Linked DNA regions of Oryctolagus cuniculus: region 2 is linked to region 1. Evidence: chromatin contacts called from public Hi-C data. All regions are on one chromosome and are shown on one strand. The core of a region is the stretch at or near the end of the contact, and the rest is flanking DNA. Distances in the headings are between cores, read along the strand shown.

Region 1 (7,101 bases), core at 2,660-5,159:
CCAGCCCCATGTTTTTTTGCTTTTAAGAGCCAGTTATGTATATAGCTGTGCATGGATTACTGGTAAAGGGGCATCTTCTTACTAGAATATGTTTTACTAGCACTTTCAAAAAGAAGAGTTTTCAAAGTATGCCCTAGACAATACATGCACACACACACACTCATATTTAAGATTTATTTATTTATTTATTTGAAAGGCAAATTTACAGAGGGAGAGACAGAGAGAAAGAGATCTTCCATTCACTGGTTCATCCTCCAATAACGGGGGCTGGGCCAGGCTGAAGCCAGGAGCCAGGAGCCAGGAACTCTATCTAGGTCTCCCACGTGGGTGGCAGATACTTAAGCACTTGCACTACCTTCCACATGCCTTCCCAGGTGCATTAGCAGGGATCTGGATTGGAAGCAGAATAGCTGGAACTTGAACCAGTGCTCTGATATGGGATTCCCGAATTGCAAGCAACAACAAGCTGCTGGTCTCTTAGACAATGTGTTTTGGAACTGAGAAACTTTTTAAAGAGAGAAGAAGGAAATGTATAGGAAATGGGCAGAATTCTAAGAAGATACTTTAATATAGTTAAACTTAATTTAAAAAAGTGAAGTCATTGTCAAAAGGCAATCTGGGTCTCTCATGTGAGAGAGACCCCAATGTTTGAGCCATCACCTGCTGCCTCTTGGGATGCACATTAGCTGGAATTGGAAGAGCGCTGACACTTGAACTCAGGCTCTCTGATATGGGATATGGGCTCTCAAATGGTGTCCTAGCTACTGTGCACCCCTATTATCACTTACTAATACAGATGCAAAAATTATGCAAAATATTAATAAATAAAATCCAGTAGTTATTAATTATTAACAATAAAGAATACCCAAGTAGGATTTATTGTAGGAATTCAAGGATAGTTCAATATCAGGAAAAGTATCAATATAATTAATGACATAAAGAGGTTTTTAAAATCTTATCAGTGGATTTTAAAGAAATAATTGATAAATTTCAGTGGCCATTCCTAATGAAACCCTGCATGAAAGGCAAGATTTGATATATTTCACTCTATTGAAATAAAAAAAATTCTCTTCATCAAAACTTACTATATACTAAAGTGAAAGTGTGATCTTCAACAGAAAAAAGCTTATAATATGAAAAATATTCATATTTTCATATTCAGAAGATGTAAAGAATTGCCAATCACTATGTAAAAGACAATAAATATTAAAAATTGGTAAAATTTTTAAGTAGTTAATTCACTGAATGTAAAGGTATATTGTGGGGAGCAACTCGGACTAGACTAAGTTACTGGAATTAAGACTTATTCTATGCATCTGCTCTCCCACAATATGGCGCTGAGAAGGGAGAAACAGCTTCTACACAGCTGCCTCCAGTTCAACCAATAAACTGTAGGACCTGCTCCTGATTGGAGGAGAGCAGCGTACTCGGCGTGTGGGTAGCAGAGTTGGGATTGGTGGAAGAGGACTATAAAGGAGGAGAGAGACAACATGCACCAGGAACATCTAAGGGGAACATCTATCTGAAGGAACACCTGTGCAGCCCCCGAGAGAGCCGGCCGGTGGTGTGCTGCTCCCCTGCGGAAGTGGGGAAAGTGGCCAGGGGGAACCGCCCTTCCACGGAGGTGGAAGGGACGGCAGCCAACCCGGGAAGAACCAGCAGCAAACCCGGGGAGGGCCGAGCAGACGAAAGAACAGCGCAGGGTCCTGTGTCGTTCCTCCACGAAGAGGGGGAGCGACAGTATATGGTCTCACTATTAATAAATACAAATTGAGATAATATCAGATATTGTTACACATTCATGAGATGAGTTACATATCTAAGGCATGATAGTACCAAGTGTTGGCAAGGATGTAGAACTGGAATTCTTCTAGACTGCTGGTGGAAGTATAAATTCATACAATTACTTTGGAGAGCAATTTTGCCCCAGCAGGTAATGCTAAAAATACTGTATGTGTCTGAAATTTCTCAGTTTCTTGGGACCAACTCCTTTCTAAAGGAAATAGTCACCTCCTCATTGGCATGGACATTGCTGCTCTTGCTTGTGACTTTGTCAAACTTCTTGAACTACCTGGAGTCTGAGTCAAAAGCCTAGACTTCCACAGCCCTCAATTTGCTATATCAAGTCCTGGTCACAATGCATGGTCTCTTCCTGTCTAGGCTTGGATATAAACGCCACACATGGAATATGGTATTTGATTTCCCGAGTTACCACCAAGAAGCCAGATGGTGCAACTCTGAAATACAGGAGTAGGAAAGGTGGTCAGCTCCTTCTGAGGTTAATCTTGACCTATGCACTGGGTGGGAGAGGAGAGGCACAGAGAGAGATGGGCAAATAAATATTCTCTTCCTTTTTTCTTCTGTAGAGAATGCTGTGGTGTACTTGGTTTTTCAGACATTCTGGTAAAAGGTTCTTGTGCTGTGTGAATATAGCTGCCAAGGGACCCACCATCTTTTTGTGGCTTGTTGTGATTCAACGTGGTAATGGCTTGTATGTTATTGCTTTGTATCTTTTCATGCCTTAGTCCCCCTTTTCCCTGATGTTTGCGCCTTGGACTTGTGCCTCTTAAATAAAATATCATCAATCTTCTAGAAGAATCAGGCTCCAGTATCTACAATGTGGTACAACGGGTTAAGCTGCCCCTGTGACACTGGCATCCCAAATGAGCGCTGCTTCGAGTCCCGACTGCTTCACTTCCAATCTAGCTCCATGCAAATGTACATGGGAGAGCAGTGGGAGACGGCTCAAGTGCTTGGGACCCTGCCACCCATGTAGGAGACCCTGATGGAGTTCCTGGCTTCAGTCTGGGCCAGTCCTGGCCTTTGTGGCTATTTGGGCAGTAAACCAGTGAATGGAAGATCTCTCTCTGTAACTATGCCTTTCAAATAAATAAATACATCTTTTTAAAAAGGAAACATTGCCCTTGAAAAAGAAAGTAATTTGTAAACAACTAGATATTATATGGTTATTTATAGAGAATGATAACACCCTGATGAAATCAAGAAACTGGCTTTGATATTGGAGATGACCTCCTAAAATTTATACGAAAATGTGGCCCCTTAAAGTTCCCCAAAAGTGCCATATGGGATGCCACATACGCTACCGCAATTTGGGGTGCTATACGATATCAGCATATGCTTATTAATAAATCCCCAATATTAATAAGCCCAAGAGGGTTCTTGCCTAATATTTAGAGAAGAATTCTAAATACCTGTATAAATAAATGAGGCAGCATGGTACATTTTAGGCTTTTATTTAGTGAGAAAGATCTGTATGAGAGTGAGAACTTTATCTAAGAGAGAGAGAGAGGTAAATCTGGGTTCATACCGAGCACCCGGAACCAGCCACGTGGTGGAGTATCTAGGCCAGGAGGCCTAGGGTGGGCGGCCCGAAGGCCATGTGCCCTGGAGGTGCAGGGCTACAGCTAGTCCCCTCCTGGCAAGAGGCCAGGAAACAGAAGAGAAGGGTGGGACACACTGTGTCCCAGGTTTTAACCCACTTCCAAAGGGGAGTGGTTAATTAATCTGATTAGCCATTGGGCACTCAGGTGTGGCCAGGTAGGGCGTGAGGTCACACAGGGGCGTGGCGAAGGCGTGGTCTTCCAGCTCACAAAACTAATCAATTTTAGCCTGTATGCCTGCCTACTTCAGTTTCAGCCTGACCTAGCGCTGGCTGTTGCAGGCATCTGGGGAGTGAACCAGGAAATCAAAGAGTGCTCGCTTGCGCGCTCTCTCTCTCTCTCTCTCTCTGGCTTTCAAATAAAAAGAAATAAAAATATTTTGGAAAGTTTATGGAAACTGTATTGTTTCCATTTTTCATGGACTTTTGAAAGTACTCTTTTTTTTTTTTTTTAAGTTGTGTGGTAGAACACGGTACAGCAGTGGAGAAAAAGCTTGCACTGAAAATATTTTCCTTTTTGGGATTCAAGGTCCTCTTCTCTTTCCTGCTTTGTGCCCCAGGAGGCAGAGGCTGACCTCAATGAACTGGGTCAGTGAGCTTCCTTGAGCTGTGGCTTCCAACTGTGTCCAGCTAGCAGGGAGCAAGCTGGGGTATCAACCTCATGTTTCTGTTCTGCTTAATATCTTCTTATTTACTTAGTTCATGTAAAAATGGAGAAGATGAGACAGATACCTATTAGGATGTTGACGTGTTGTGGTGGGGATGGATATCAGGTAGGAGTGATATGGGTGAAAGGGAAGAAGAAAGGGGAGCCACACCCGGAAGAAACACATAACTTCCCTTATAAAAAGATCTAGGAAGGAAGTTGTGATTCCCACCCCTCTCCTCTCTGCCACCCAGGGGTTTGGTCTCCCTGTGCTTGAGGCTAAGGGGTAGGGCATTTTAACCCTCATCTGTGGACAAAGGGCTAGTGGGTGGTTTCCCATTCAGAACTGCAAGCACAGGTCAAACCTGGGCTGCCAGTCTAGCAGGGTAAGAGTGGGAGCCAAGGTATGGAGGCCGGTGAAGAGCTTGAGGCACCACAGGCACCGCAGCAGCGCTGGGGCGAGGGGTGGAGCACAGTGCTGCCGCGGAGGGAGGGAGGGAGGGAGGGAGGGAGGGAGGGATCCAGGAAATGAGGTGCAGATGCGCAGATAGATTTATCTTTGTCAGAGATCTTGAAATCATGAGAGCAGCTGTTTGCTCTCTCACAAGCTCTCATCAATCCTGGAGTTCAGTGTCCTCTTAACCAGCCTTACTTTTATTTATTTATTTTTTTCATTCTGAAGATATTTCCCTTGATAAAGAAAACAAGAGAAATGGTTAAAGCACTATTTTCTTTGTTCTTTCTTAGCCCAGCCATCTTCAATTCGTTCTCTTCCTGCAGCCATAGTGGTTTTGCTGCTATTCAAATCTGATCGTGCTCGGCTTTCTCGGGTATTTAGGATAAAGCCTATTTTTTTAATCAATGAGGCTTTCCCAGTTCTGTCCCCTCTTTGTCTTTCTGACTTCCATCTTTTGCCGTTTTCCTCTCTCTAACCTTGCCATTCCAAGAGTTGTAATTTGCGGTAAGAACATTTTTTTCGCACTGGCACTATTTTGGGTCAGATCATTTATTTTGTTGTGGGAAGCTGCTTGTGCGTTGTAAGATGTTTAGCTACATCCTTGACCTCTGCCCTCCAGCTGCCATCATCTTTCCTCCAGTTGTGACAACCAAAAATGTTTCCAGACGTTGCAAAATCTCTCCTGGGGGCAAAATTTCCTCTGGGCTAACCACTGGGGTAGAGTTTGCTGTTTGATGTCTGCCTTCTCTTGCTACCTGCTCTTCTTTTTGTACAGCATGATCTTCCCTGCAAATACCTACTGATCTCTCAGAGACTCAGGGACAAACATTTGGCACAGCAGTTAAGCTGCTGTGTGGGACATCTGTATCCCATATGAAAGTGTCTGGGTTCAAGTCCCAGCTCTGCTCTCAATTCCAGTTTCGTGCTAATGCACACCCTGGGAGGCAGCAGGTGATGGCTCAAGTGCTTGGGTTTCTGATATCCACATGGGAGACCCAGATGCAGTTCCTTTCTGGTTTCAGCCTGGCCCAACTCTGGCTGCTGTGGATGTTTGGAGAGTGAAGCAGTAGATGAAAAACCTCTGTCTTTTGGTCTGTCTCTTTCCTTCTCTTTCAAATAAAATAATAATTAAAGTCTCCCTGGAGCTGGTGCCATGGCATAGTAGATTAACCTTCTGCCTCCAGTGCTGGCATCCCATATGGGTGCTGGTTTGAGTCCCGGCTGATCCACTTCTGATCCAGCTCCTTGCTGATGGCCTGGAAAAACAGTGGAGGATGGCCCAAGTGCTTGGGCCCCTGTACCTATGCTCCTGGCTCCTGGCTTCAGATCAGCCTAGCTCCAGCTGTTGTGGCTACTTGGGGAGTGAACCAGTGGATGGAAGACCTCTTTCTTTTTCTCACTCTCCCCCTCCTCTATTTGTAATTTGGCTCTCAATTAAATGAAGGGATCTTAAAAAAAAATCTCCCTTCAATCCTCTTTCCTTGGTGAAGCAGGGTTCTTGTCTCGCACAGAGATAAGAATTCCAAGTGGAGACATAGTAGGGTATAAGGTTAGGAACAGGCATTGTTTAACAGTGACAGAGAAAGCATGCATTCACATATATGTGGGCCAGAGATTTTGCAAATGGAGATGGAGGAGAGAGAGAGAGAGAGAAACCTAGTAGCACCCCCAATCGTGGTCTGCAGCCAGAGAGGGCTCTCTCTCCTTCTCAGCCTCTTTAATGAGTGTGCAAATGTTGTGGGGGGTGACTTTGCATTCATGAAGCCTCCTGGACATTTTATGATACCTTTATAAATCACATGAGAAGCTTCATTTTTATGTTTTCCTGGCATCTCTCTCTTCTAGGTCCCAGATGAAACAGGTGCATCCTGGGAAAGGGGACAGTTTGATTGACAGATAAAGGGATAATATTATATTATGGGGCTTGCAGGGGCTTCCAGCTCACTCAGAAATAAACTACTTGCTTAGTTACACCACTCCCAAAGTGGAGTTAGGCAAGCTGAGTGTCCTGCTTATAGAGCAACTTGCCTAATTAGAACAAACTCCAGAAGAAGAGTACTCATCATTGGTTTGTCAGTCTCCACATCTAAAGACGGAGCTTTAGAGTTAGATTCTGCCTTTTTTTTTTTTTTTAAAGATTTATTTATTTATTTGAAAGTAAGAGTTACAAAGAGAGAGAGAGTGAGGCAAGGAGAGAGAGGACTTCCATCCGCTGGTTCACTCCCCAATTGGCTGCAACAACCAAAACTGCGCTGATCAGAAGACAGGAGCTTTTTCCAGGTCTCCCACACGGGTGCAGAGGTCCAAGGAGTTGGGCCATCTTCTGTTTTTTTTTCCCCAGGCCGTAGCAGGGAGCTGGATCAGAAGTGGAGTAGCTGGGACTTGAACCAGCGCCCATATGGGATGCTGGCACTGCAGGCGGTGGCTTTACCCACTACACCACAGCACTAGCCCCCTGCCTTTTTTTAAAGAAGATATTTTGTTCTCTGTGCCTAGCTAAGTACCTGGCCCAGAATATTGACAACATTTATGTGCATTTTTAAAACTTTCCAAATTTGAATGCTAGATATGATTTAAAGCAGTTTAGAAATGACATTA
Region 2 (7,101 bases), core at 2,597-5,096, 320 kb before region 1:
GACTAGAAGGCAGACATTAGCCTAAGTACGTGAGAAGGGGCAAAGAACAAAACCAGGAATTTCATGGTGGGCGACTGAGGGAAGAAATTCAGAAGCATGCACAGGACGCTGACCAACATTTGTACATCAAAAGTCTTGCTCGGGTCCAATAACCTTGTTAGGTGGGTCCCAGCCCTCACTCAGAGACATCTTACACAAATATCCACCTAATAGCCCCCATCCAGCAATTTCCCAGGAGAAGGGGTATTGGGTGAGGAGAAATGGTGGGCTCATGCCAACAAAAATTCCAGTCTGAGTACAGACTATCCCTTGGTTCTTTGCACAGTTGCCCACCTGGCCTGTCTGGTATATTATTTGCGATGCAGCATTATAGACAAGAGATAGAGATTTCTTCCATCGGCTGGTTCACTCCCCCAAAATGCCACAACAGCCAGAGCTGGACCAGACCAAAGACAGGAAGCAGGAGCTTCTTTTGGGTCTCCTACATGGGTACAGGGGCCTAAGCACTTGGGCCACCTGTTTTACCAGGCCGTTAGCAGGGAGCTAGATAGGAAGTAGACCAGCTGGAACTCAAACCGGTGCCCATATGGGAAGCTGGTGCTACAGGTGGAGGCTTAACCTACTACACCATAGTGCTGGTCCCTTAAGTTCTTTTTCTATGGGAAGACAAGACCCTCTGATGCAACCGTCTCAGGTAATAAGAATACTGAACCAGCTTGATTGCTGAAGATGCAATCTTGAATTTACTAAACTGGATGAAAGTTTCTCCATTAAATTTTTACGTTCTGACTTCCCTGTTCAAGTATTAATTTTCACTTGTCATTTGAAAGTATATCAAAGTAATTCTTTCAAAAATGTTTCCCAGAAGTTACGTTTCCTTCATCTTCCACACATGAACTAAAATTGAGTATAAAATTTCCTGATCACAATGTTTTCCCTCAAAAAAGACAGAAAATGGTACTCTGTTCTCTTTTGCCATTTCACATTTCAGAGAAGTCTAAGTCAACCTGATTTTTCACACTTTGCAGGTAATATTTCCCCTCTATTGAAATAGTCACAGCATTTATTGTATTTTTTGCACAGCGTAATTCTGAAACCACTACTCTGTTTGTAGCTCACATGCACTAACTGCTGGAGAGAGACCAAACCAAATTTTAAAATCTATTTGTTTGCATTTTATTTATTATATTTACTTCAGCAGAAAGTAAATACATAATTTATATATCCTACAGGATGTAGGAGCCAGTGTTGTGGCCTAGCAGACTAAAGCCGCAGTCCTTGACAGCAGCGTCCCCTATCAGAGAGCCCATTCAAGTCCCAGCAGCTCCTCCTTCATTCCAGCTTCCTGCCAATGTGCCTGGAAAAGCAGCAGTACTTGGGCCCCTGATGCACACTGGAGACCTGAAATGTCGTTCCAGGTCCCTGGCTTCAGCCTGGACCAGCCCCAGTCTTTGTGGTCACTGGAGGAGTGAACCAACAGAGACTCACCTTTGCTGAGAGAAAGTTCAGCCTCCAGGGCTGGGGAGCCTGAAATACTTAGACTTGAAAGAAGTGGTGATAAGAGAGGAATGTGCTGCTTGCCAGGAGGACAGGGAAGTGTTGCCTAGGGCGTAGGCACTGATGGTAGCTTGGAAAAGGAGAAACCAGATGGTAAGAAAAGCCGTCTGGAAAGTCAACAGTCATTAAAATCCATCTGTTTAAGCTAGTCTTTGCTGAAACTATTAGTGATTATCACCCCTCACCCACCTATTATACTTCTGTCCAGTCATATATACATTTATTTTTACCAAACCATTTTCAAGGGAGCTGCAAACATGACATTCCACAACATCTGTGTCCCACAATAATTAGATCATCTTTCTGCATATCCACAATACCATTTTCTTCATTTTCTTGCTTATTTTTTAAATATTTATTTTTTGTTTATTTGAAAGGCAGAGTAATAACAGAGAGGGGAGAGACAGAGAGAAATCTTCCATCCAATGTTTCATTTGCTAAGTGATCACAACAGCCAGGGTTGGGCCAGGAGCCCGGAGCTTCTTCTAGGTCTCCCACGTGGGTGGCAGGGGCCTAAGTACTTGGGCCATCTTTTGCTGCTACCTCAAACACATTAGCAGGGAGCTGGATTGAAAGTGGAGTAGTGGCATCTATATGGGATGGTGGCATTGCAGGCCGTAGCTTAACTCACTATGCCACAATCCCAGCCCCCACGATACCATTTTCAATCCAAGAAAGTTAAAGACATATACTACTATCTTGTGTAATCATTACGTATTCAAATGTCTCCAAATATTTCCTCCCCCCAAAAAATGTCTTTCTTAGATATCCAACCCACCCCTACCCCCACACACCCTCCTCAGGATCCAATTACAGATCAGACACTGCCTTTGGTCATCCCTCTGTTGAACTGTTGTTGAGAAAGTGTCCTTCATTTTTTAATTTTTTTTTTATTTTTTGGTGGGGGAATTGGTATTTTGCAGGAAGGGGTGAGGAGTGTCCATTACGTAACTGACTTTTTTTCTTAAGAGGGAGAAACAAAGAGAAAGAGAGATCTTCCATCCATTGGTCCACTCCCCAAATGCCCACAATGAATGTGCCAGTAGCCAGGAGGCCAGAACTTCACCAGGGTCTCCTACATGGGCACAGGGGCCCAAGTATTTAGGCCATCATTGCTGCATTCACAGGAACACTAGCAGGGAGTTGGACAGGCACCCATATCGGATGCCAGTGACCTCAGTTTAACCCACTATGCCACAATGCCAACCCTATACTGATGGCTTCTCAATGCTAATTACTCCTCTGTACTATTAGACTCCACTGGGAATGTTAATTCCACTCTTTTTAGTTTTCTATCAGTCTGTTTTCATTCTATCTCCCTCTTCATCTTTTGTATTTTCCTTCCAATCTGCTTTTGTTTAGAAAGGTTCTTGGGGCTGGCATTGTGGAGTAGCAGATAAAGCCACTGCCTGCAGCGCCAGCATCCCATACAGGTGCCAGTTCGATTCCTGGCTGCTCCACTCTAATCCAGCTCCCTGCTAGTATGCCTGGGAAAGCAGTGGAAAGTAGCCCAAGTGCTTGGACCCCTGCATCCATCTAGGAGACCTGAAAGAACCTCCTGGCTCCTGGCTTTGTGGCCGTTTGGAGAGTGAGCCAGTGGACGGAATATCTCTCTTTATAACTCTGCTTTTCAAATAAAATAAATTAATTCTAAAAAAAGAAAAAGAAATGTTCTTAGTAAATAGAAGCTGCATTTTCCTATACTCTATGGGAGATGCCAAAATATTTTCTAAAATCTCTTTTGGTTTCTAAAATTCTAAGAGATTTTAAGATTTCAGGGTGATGACCCCTTTTCTTATCCTGTAATAATTTTCAAAGACTCCATGTCTTGCTGATGTGGTTGAGGCAGGGAGTCAGGAAAGGATAAGGTCTACCAAAACCCAAGCCATGGGCACCACCCAAATCCCATCATCTCACATGCCAATTTGACATAGCTGAAGCCTCGGCACACCCACTTGTAATCATGCAACTAAGCCTCACCTTACACCAGGCACCAGGTGCCAAGTCACCTTGGCAATTACCATGGGCAGCAGCTCCCTGGCCAAATCCTGTCTCCTTAGGATCTTCAGTCAGGCCTTGAGGCCCCTACCCCATAAAAGGGTGACATTAGGCTGCATGGGGGCATTTCTCTGTCTTGAGGTTGCCTTTAGTCAAGTCTGAGAGTGTATTATCCCTCTGCCTTTCAATAAATCCTGCTTGTGTGCTCTAAGTCTCCTAATTGTATTCTTACATGTGAGAAGACAGGAACCTGGACTAAGCCTAGCAGGGGGTCTCTCTGAGCCAGCCAGGGGTATCAATCTCCATAATATAATTTGGGGATCTCTACTTCCACACAATACTGGCTCTTGTTTCTTTTTACTCATCTTAAAATTGAAAGGGTTAGCAGATAGTGCATGCTTCTCAACAGAGGGAGTACTCAGATTTCTCTTGGCTGGGCTCCAGAACTCCAATCTCAGACTACAGTTGTACAAAGATTGATAAGCACAGTTTCTAACTCAATTCCCCATATCCAGAAGATTTTCATCTAGCTTACACAACTACACTGAAATGGATCTTTCCCCAGAAATAATTCTGAAGTTTTTGACCCTGAGTTATATTTAGATGTTGGTTTTTGGCCACTTTCCAAGAATGAACTGCCTCAGGTGATTCTTATTATCTTTATATAGGCAGTAGGAGCCCAATTCATCAAATATTTATCAAACACTTTTCACTTATTCATTGTTGTGCCAATACCTTAAGGGCTTAAATCCTTCTTTATAACCTGAAAGGAGAGCAGTGACTAAATTTTTTTTAAAAAGATTTATTCATTTTATTTGAAAGGCAGAGTTGCAGAGAGAGAGAGAGAGAGAGAAGAGAGAGAGAGAGGTCTTCATCGCTGGTTCACTCCCCAGATGGCTGCATTGAGCAGAGCCATGCCAATCAGAAGCTAGAAACCAGGAGCTTCTTCTGGGTGTCCCACACAGGTGCAGGGGCCCAAGGACTTGGACCATCTTCTACTGCTTTCCCAGGCCATAGCAGAGAGCTGGATCAGAAGTGGAGCAGCTGGGACGTGGACTGGTGCCCATATGGGATGCCGGCACTGCAGGCAGCGGCTTTACCCACTACACCACTGTGCCAGCCCCTAGCAGTGACTATTTAATACGGAAATATTCTGCATCTGCATTCAAGGCTGAACATCACTAAAAAAAAGAAAAAGGTTGTATCTTGCTAATTGTTTTTGTTTGGCATTTGCACTTTCTGTAGAACGAAGAGAAGACCAAGATAGTAAGAAGGGAGAAAAAGTAAATAGAGAGGAAGTTGATGCCAGCCACACAAGGTTGTAGATACTCAGGAAGGAACTGAAGAAAGGTTTAGAAAAATTACAAAAGGAAAAAGAAAGGTCAGGTAAAAATTACATCCCTTAAGCAATGCAGAAAATGGTCTCAGCCCTGACAGTATTCAAGAATGACTTTTCCAGCCTCTTTGAAGGTAAGGGTGAGAGATTGTCCACCAACAGAGGGTAAGGTTTGTGACTTTGCCATCTGCAGGAAAATGGTAATAGGAGCAGGCAGCTGGTCTACCAGTTGTGCTGCCGTTCTGTATCCACATCGGAGTGTCTGGGTTTGAGTCCCAGCTGCAGTTCCTAACTGCAGCTTCCAGCCAATGCAGACCCACATGGGAGACTTGGATTGAATAACTGGCTGTCACCCAGTACATCCTCAGCTATTGCAGGCATTTGGGGCAGAGGTGGGGTGGGAAGTGTGTGAACCAGTAGATGGAAGCTTGCTCACTTTCTCTCTCTCTCACTGCCTGCCTGGAAGGAAGGAAGGAAGGGATGGAGGGAGGGAGGGAGGGAGGCAAAGAGAGAGAAAGAAAGAGAAAGAAGGAAGGAAAGAAAGGAAAAAAAGAAAGAAAAGCTAAACAGGCCATTTAGTCAGTATTCAACCTATACAGAAACTTCTTCGTTAACTTCTACCTCTTCTACCATAGCCAGTTCTTTCCTGGTTCACAGTTCACCACTGATCTCATGATCCCAAAGGTAAGGCATGCTGGCAGTCTTACAGCCCCTTGCTGGGGGCAGCCCCTCCTTGGTATACCAATTTGTAAGACATCTACAGGTTGGAAACCACAGTGAATGGAATTGTATACAAATGGCAGGCAAGTAGGTGAAAGAGCAGATAAACAGATGGTAAAGACTGTTATAAATGAGCAAGACAAGCTCCATAGACGTCAAGCCATACCCAGGATTTCTGAGCAATATTCATCCTTTCTTAGGTTCCGCAGCAATTTAGACTCAATATTCTGAAGTCTATGAATCCAGTGGTTGAGTTTAACTACATAATAATGGATGGGAAAATACAAAAGAAAATCAATTACAGAAGTCAATATACATACATGCAGTCACACGGTCATCTAAAATATCCCCCCCCCCCGAGTTTTCTCCTGAGAAATTCATATTGAACCTGGTAAATCTTGTACCACTAGATTTATTCCATGAATCTTAGGTTTATTGTTCAAGAAAGATGAAAACAAAACATTAGAAAACCAAATAATAAAATTTGTGACTTTTTGAGGTGTTTTATGTACAAAGAAAATGGTTTTCAAAATCCATTAAAATGTAAGAGCCATGAATCTGAGGGACAAAAATGTTTTGAAATATTCAAAAGCTTGGCTGGAAAAATGGAAAGGCACAGGCTGAAATAAAATGGCATAAAATATATTGAAGAACAATACATTGGAATAAGAATTATGCTGAAGTTGAATTCTTTCCTATCCACAGCAATAAAAAGTTTGAAAAGCTGTTGCTGATTTTACACACACACACAAACACACACACAGATGCTTATGGAAAATTAAATTAAAGATAAATTTAGGGGCAGGCATTGTGGCACAGTGGGTTAAGCTGCTGCCTGTGACTCCAGCAATCCCTTGTCAGAGTCTTATTTGAGTCCTGGCTGCTTCCTATTCAGCTCCCTGCAAATTTGCCTAAAAAATCAGCTGATGATGCCCCAAGTGTCTGGACCCACTGCCACCAACATAGGAGAACAAAATGGAATATCTGGCTCCTGGGCTTTGTCACAACCATTTGGGGAGTAAAAGTGGACAGGACATCTCTCTCTCTCTCTCTCTCTCTCCCTCTCTCTTTCTCCCCCTCTGTCACTCTGCCTTTCAAATAAATAAAATAATAAAGATTAAAAGAAAAGATAAATTTAGGGGTGGGCATTTTAAACTTTGGTGCAGAAAAGAAATTGAAACAATGCATACAGAAGGTCTTCAAAAAGTTTATGGGAAATGTTATTACAGAAAAACTATTCATGGATTTCAGATTAGTTTTGCGCCAAATCAAACCATCTTTTTTATTTCATTTTTCTGCAAACTTTTTGAAGTCCCCTAAGCAGTAGGTCAACATGAAGAGCCTAGTGCCAAACTTCTCTAAATGGAGTCACCAAATTGAATTGGTGGGGCTGGGTGTGTGTGGAAATATTTGGTAATAAAAATTCAAGATAGATCTCGAATGGCCAGAGCAAAGGAGCTTTGTTTAACCCTTCCGCAAAGAGCCTGTGA

The links. Hi-C and Micro-C count contacts between places; a contact is called where the count stands out from the background.
Region 2: a Hi-C map of skin fibroblasts shows a contact between it and region 1, with 1.6 times the contacts expected there. The contact joins two enhancer-like sites. A contact is called at or near these places in 2 of 6 Hi-C or Micro-C datasets (skin fibroblasts and an unstated tissue).

Annotation. Positions count from the first base shown.
Region 1 is chr9:112,085,364-112,092,464 of mOryCun1.1, reverse strand. No RefSeq gene overlaps it. Among named protein-coding and RNA genes, the nearest start is that of ATF7IP, 98 kb to the left of the region's middle. Within about 2 kb of position 3,909, at least 1 of the 8 cell types and tissues checked has an H3K27ac peak or open chromatin away from gene starts, as enhancers often do.
Region 2 is chr9:112,404,931-112,412,031 of mOryCun1.1, reverse strand. No RefSeq gene overlaps it. Among named protein-coding and RNA genes, the nearest start is that of PLBD1, 9.2 kb to the right of the region's middle. Within about 2 kb of position 3,846, at least 1 of the 8 cell types and tissues checked has an H3K27ac peak or open chromatin away from gene starts, as enhancers often do.